Linked DNA regions of Sus scrofa: region 1 is linked to region 2. The links are chromatin contacts, called in public HiChIP or PLAC-seq maps. All regions are on one chromosome and are shown on one strand. Each heading gives the region's core, a stretch centred on a gene start, on an enhancer-like site or on the middle of the called end of the contact. The rest is flanking DNA. Distances are from core to core; before and after follow the strand shown. Region 1 holds the start of WSB1 (WD repeat and SOCS box-containing protein 1). Region 2 holds the start of EVI2A (protein EVI2A).

Region 1 (3,200 bases), core at 35-2,534, 340 kb before region 2:
GTAACACATCAATCAATGATTAGCACCCCCAACTTCCCCCAAAGTTGTTCCAGTTATTTCACCTTGTGAGAGGACTTAAAAAAATGTGAGGTGTTTTCCACTGAGCCACTGGGTACGTCCTGACACAGGACCGCCAACATCTATCAGCCGGTTTTCAGCTCGGCAGGGCTGGCCGCTAAGCGTTTCTAGACAGCCTTTTCAAGAGTTTGCTCCTCCGTAGATGAGCTTTTCTTCGGTCACTCCACCCAACCACCCTGCTCCTCCCAACTCTTAAGTGCACGAAAGATAACTGAGACTCCTCCCCTGAGCCGCCTGCTGCCTTTCTTAACGCCACACCAATTAAAAAAAAAAAAAAAAAATATATATATATATTGCTTTTTCCAGGCTGAAGGCAGCTCTTCGGCTGCACTTCCCCTTATAGTGATTGGTATACACGAAGACCCATCCTTTCATAACAGCTCAGAACACACAAGTGTACTTTTCCCCACTGGAAACTTGTAAGCGTCCCGAAGACTTACCCAGCCCGCTCCGGCCCACTCCAGGCCCCAACCCCCGAGCCAAGAGAATCCCTGCAGAACAGCCCTGCGCAGACCTCCGATGAGACAGCTAGGATCCCCACGAGTGTGTATCCATCCCGGGCCACATGATCACTACAGCCCTCCACTCGGCGCCCAGAATCTCTTTGCCTCTAAGATCCGCGCACTGCCTTCCGCCGTGCCCGGCGCACAGTAGGCGCGGCATCAAGGCTGAACCCATTTACCCTCAACGACACCCACTCACAGGGCCGCTTCTTCCCTCTGCGCTCTAAGGCTTGGCTCAGGCTCACTCCACTTCCTCAGACTCAGAGCCTCCTCGGGAGAGTCCCTGCCTCTCCTAAACTCCCGCGGGCTCACCGGCACCCCTCGCCCATCGTCCCATTCCTCACCGATCTCTTTCTCGTTGACCCTCGGGGGAAAGCTGGCCATCTATGGGGTACCGTCCGATTCCGGGGAAGCGATGCGGACGCAACGACAGAGAAGGGAAGGTTGAGCGCCGAGGGGCGTGACGCGGTCTGGGTCCCTCCCGGTCCCAGGGACGGAGGGGAGGGGCGGGGCGGTCGCGGCGGCTTCTGCCGACTGCCCCGGGAAAGCTCCGGAGGCCTCGGACCAAACTACGGCGTGAAACACAAACAATAGCCCCTGCTCCCTGCCTCACGCCCACGGAGTCAGACACTTCCCTCTACGCCGCGGACAGCAAACGAGACACTGGAGACAAAATGGCGGTCGGCGCGGTTAATATCAGGGATGCGGGGCGGGGTCTGGTGACGTAAAAGCGCTATGCCCCGCCTCCCGACGTTCGGGACGTGACGGCCAAGGCTTGGTGCCCCGCCCTCCCGCCGGGTGCTCTAGGGCGTTGTCCTGGGGACTGGACCTGGGAGCCGGAAGAGGGCGGGGGCGGTAGAGGAGGGGTGCGACCCCAGTCCAGGCCCAAACGCCGGGCTGGAGCCTACTGACTGCTTTTAACTGCGTCTCTTTTTTCGGCCGGGGGCCCAGCATGGTGTTTATAACTTGAAGCGCCTTTAAAAAGGCAAATAGAGAATTGTGTAATACACGTTAGCCCACAGTGTAAAGATTGCGTGGCATTTAAGCTGACTGAACTGAAAAGAACAAAAAAAGGCATTCCAGACTTCAATTCTATTTGGCCTCTTCCCCGGCCCTCAAATGGCAGGGAACTGGGGGTGGCACTGTTGAAAACAATGAGATGACATCGCTCTGTACCACATGTCCGGCCGTGAGCGTTCTTATGAGAGCTAGCAGATTTTTGGAAGGGCCGAAGTGACCCGGCTTGAGGAAGGGGGAGACCTGGGCTGGATGGTGTCCTGCCCCACCACAAGGCCTCCTGGGGCTGCCTTCGTCCTGGCTAATCCCTGCAGCCGGCCTGCCCGGAGGCTGCAGCGAGGCTGGCGGTCGGCTGTGTCCTGACCACTAGCCGAGGCAGATCCCACCGTGTCTGCTTAGAAGCGGCCCATTCTGCAAGGCTGCTTTCCAAGGTCTAGGCCTCTGGGAGGCAGCTAGCTATTTACACTGCAGTGCTGATAAATGTGTGTGTATCTGCCAAAAGCCAAGTTGGTTCCATTCAAAGACGATATCTTTGCATTTTAATGGGTTCTTCTGTGGGCATTAAACCTAGTTCCAAAGGAAGACGTCTAAGGCTGGGAATTTCAAATATGCAACAGACACCAATGGGAGAGGAGTTGTGCCTAGCCAGACTCTTTCGAGAGATCTCAAATGACAGCACCTACAGCATGACTTCTTCATCTTTTTCTTTGCATAAGGATAAGTCTTCCAATAGTGAAATATTTAATAACAGGTACAAGAAATCATCCCCCTCTCCTTTTTTTTTTGTCACATACAGTCAACATATTTATTGATGGCTTACTTTGTGCCATACACTGAGGCTAGTTGTCAAATATCTAGAGTAGAACAAAAGAAAATAGTGCAGTCTAGTATCTTCAATAGCAACATTTCTATCAGTCCCTGTTGATTCTTTAAACCAACTGCTATTTCCTCTCTTCACATGTACTGTATCTACTGTTACAAAGTCATGGGAAATACCAGTTCTTTAAGTGCCTGCATTGTTTTGGTGGCTTTTTCATACAATTGTTTAATTCCATTGTAATTTATTACTGCTAGCCAACAGACTTCCAGACCATTTCTCAACTGGCAAAGTATGACAATGGAATGAAAAATAATTTTAATGATTTATGTACTCATTAGTGATACTGTCTAATATTTATTGGGTCAGGTACTGTGCCATATAAGGGCTTCTGTGGATTAACCCATTTAATATCCACGCCAGTATGAGTAGTGTATTCATTACTCATGTTTTACAGACAATTAGTAACTTTAAAGTAGTCACAGAGTTGCTGAGTGACAAGGTGTTTGATTTCAACCCAAGCTTGTTTGACTGCCCTGTCCCACTTCCAAGCTGCCTTGTCTCTCAGAAATGAAGCCTAGCTTGAGAAGCAAATATATACCTAGCACTTCACATCCGTGTTTGCTGTGTTAATATCAAACCTGTATATCCCATAAAGTTGAGATTCTCTGTCGTTTTCCACAACTTTTTTCTTTTCCTCGCTCTCCCTAGGTTATGACAACCTCTCTTTGGGGTTTAACTACCAGCTTTATGTGAAGACTCTCAAGTCCAGAACTGACTTCTTT
Region 2 (3,229 bases), core at 696-3,195:
TTTGACCCCTAGCCTGGGAACCTCCATATGCCGCGGCAGCGGCCCAAGAAATAGCAACAACAACAACAACAACAAAAAGATAAAAGACAAAAAAAAAAAAAGAAAAAAAAAAAAGAAAGAAAAGTTTTGGCTCTGAGCTCACTGGAAGACAAGTCTGTTTGTAATTTTCATTATCTACTGTAAGACTGAAGATTTAAATATATCTGGCCTATCTGCTGCAGGTACTGGTAAACCAACAGGAAAGATTTACCACCGTTATTGACCTTTCTTTCTGACAATAATATTCCACTTTGAGCCACTTTTGTAAGAATACTTTATTGTTAACATTTATTTGAATAGGGAATATAAGCAAAACCTAGACTGTTCTGCTGAGATTAGTAAACAAAACTGCCTGTTTAAGAACTTTATAGAAGTTCTTCTCAGACTTGAATGTTCATGAGAGTTTTGGTTTTTTCGTTTTGTTTTTTAAAAGTGCAGATTGTGATTCCCGAAGTCTAGGAGGGACCTGAGATCTCTAACCCACTCCTAGGTGACACAGATACTGCAGTTCCTTTGAGTTTCAAGGTTTTATAAGAAATTGTTTTTATATTTGCTTTGGATAATATTTGTATACGATTGATATATAGAAATTGAGAATAATAAATGTGTTATGTTGTTTTACAGACAAAATAACATATAAACAATAACTGGAAACTCCTCTCTGAAGTAATGTTTCCTATTGATAGAGAAAAATTTTTATGTGTTCTGGGAGTACCTTTTGGATTATGATTTTTAGTAGACAATTAAAGTTATTGTGCACTGACTTCTATGTAATAGTGTTCGGCTTCAGTTTTTAAGTTGAATGACGTAAATCTTTGGATACTTTGATTCTTTCACAAAGAGAGATTCTTTAAATTGGGTTAGCAAGTAATTTCCATCCTTTTACACTAGGCTAGACTTCTGCATTAGATACGAAAAGACTTTAAAGTGGGGGTTATCATCGTCACATTAGTTCATTAACAATGTAATATGCATCATAGTATTTGTACACATTTTAACAGCGCTTACCACTGGACAGATAATAGGCCCGCTGTTGATTGTTTTCAGCCAGATGTACTGTCATCCCCAAATAAACAAACTGTTAACAAAATGAGACTTTCTCTTACTCTTACAAATGCCTAAGAATAGAGGGCTGTCTCTACAACCCTAATTTATGCCATGGAGGCCAGGTGATGTTATCAAAAGTTTTCTTTATCTCTGGTCATTTTCAATAAAATTACTAAGCATTAGTAATGAGAAATTTTTAAACTTTTTAAAACAAGTAAAACTTTACAATTCACTGTGAAGTCTAAACTCAGATCCTTCTTAATCCTAATTTAAATCTGTATAGATGGTAAATCCGTTTCTTAAATTTTACTTAATAAGACAGAAAAAGCAGCATATGTTTTCCATTTCTAATTCTGCTTTGTTATTTAGATTCTTAAGTACTGTTTAAAACCACTTCCTCAAACGCTAATCCGTACAAAGTTATAAATGAAAAGGCATAAGAAAAGCCGTATATATATGACCTACCTTACAAAATGCTTGGTCACAATCTTATTATTAACTGATTTTAATAAGCCACTTCTTTTCTTGTCTTGAAGCACAGTTTCCAAGTAATTCAAAGCAGAATAGACTTGTAGAATATGAACCTAAAAGTAAATCTTCAGTAAAAAAGGATATGTACAACTAGCTTTCCACTAACCACAGATGACACATTTCCTTTCCACTGCAACTAAAGCCCATGTCACAGGGGAAAAAAAAAACTCTAGTTGGCCACTGGCATGACAGAAGGCTTTGTAGAACAAATCCCCGCCTCCAGGGAGGGGAGGGGGTTCTGCTTAATGCCTTTGACCTTATTTTTATTGTATATTTTTATTAGTATATCATTCAGAAGAAGGTGAAATGGCATTTTCCCTGAGATTGAGAATTAAACTCTTCTCTAAAAATTTTGTTTGTATACCACAAACTGATTTGATAATACGAGTGTGGAGACCTGGGGGTCAGGTGATACCAATACCTGGGGTATTGGTCAGGTGATGGATCTGTTGCTGGAATTTGGCCGCTTGTCTGCCAGCACCTAATTGAAATGCAGAGACAGAGTTTTGGGTAAAGGAGAAAGAAATAGCTTTATTGCTTTGCCAGGCAAAGGAGGGTCACAGCAGGCTAATGCCCTAAAGATTGTGCCCCCCATTAGAAAGAATCATGAGGAGTTTTATAGTAAAAAGGAGAGAAACATGTTTTCACGTAGGAATCAGGATTGGGACAAACATGCCTTCTTCTTTCTTTGGGGGAATCTTAGTCATCAAGGCTGGAGTCAGGAGATCTCGGGGTGATCATGATGGTGGTCTTCTGGGTTATTGCCCAGAGTAACAGTACTTGGGAAAAGGCATATTGATCAGAGATTAGAATAAACCTGGAAAGTTCATGAAAAACATCATGTGCTAATAATCTTTAACTCACAGTCAGTTGTGCTCAGGGTGCCTAATCTTTAGCTTATGGGTGACTGTGTTTAGGTTGCAATTAAGCCCAGGAGAAGGACAAGGAAGAACTCTAAGATGTTCAGTATTAAAGTATTCTTTTCTAAAAGAAGCATAAGGAATATGACTTTTCTCTTAGATGTAAAAGATGCCTATATTATCATGTGTCTTCCTTGAGAGGGACCAGGATCCTGTTCCAAGGCTGTACTATTGCTCCTTGACCATTCCTCCCTTGTCTGTGCGTCACCTCCCTTCCCTCATCAGCAACTGTCTGAACCTGTCCCTTGGAACTCAGGGAGGGTTATGGTGGCTGAATGAAGCCCATTTCCTAAGAACAAGAAATGGGGCACACAGAAAGGCTTTTGTGCCCAGGAGCCCCACAGTGCGGTGCTTGGTTTCACATATGAGACATCTCAAAGCCTGGAGCTGTAGCAGTAATTTGGGAGAATATTTAGTAAACTGGATTATATGGGGCAGAAAATGCTTTTGTGTGGTCTAGTGTGTACACACACACGCACACGCACTCGCACTCCCCTCAAATATCCTGTCACCACCTCATACTCAGTGTCTCTAAAATGGACTTTATTTTCCCCCCGGGGTGGCTGCCTCTTGTGATCTCTGTCTTTGTTCATGATAGCACTGTTCTTTGTAATGTCAGAGCCTTGGCACCCAGCAAGTCCTTTTAATCCAAGTCCTTTCTTTCAGCCCTGATCAGACCTTGGATCATGTTG

Evidence for each region. HiChIP or PLAC-seq counts read pairs in DNA pulled down with a chosen protein or histone mark.
Region 1: a contact with region 2 is called in an H3K27ac HiChIP or PLAC-seq map of alveolar macrophages. The contact joins the promoter of WSB1 here to the promoter of EVI2A in region 2. A contact is called at or near these places in 1 of 47 Hi-C or Micro-C datasets (embryonic fibroblasts) and 1 of 2 datasets of contacts at active chromatin or transcription factors (alveolar macrophages).

The regions. Positions count from the first base shown.
Region 1 is chr12:43,883,199-43,886,398 of Sscrofa11.1, reverse strand. It overlaps WSB1 (WD repeat and SOCS box-containing protein 1), which reads right to left and starts at 1,284. Exons shown (of 9, transcript XM_021067462.1): 1 at 926-1,284. The coding sequence starts at 965.
Region 2 is chr12:43,541,736-43,544,964 of Sscrofa11.1, reverse strand. It overlaps EVI2A (protein EVI2A), which reads right to left and starts at 1,945. Exons shown (of 2, transcript XM_003131752.4): 1 at 1,552-1,945. All of the region lies in intron 37 of NF1 (neurofibromin), which reads left to right.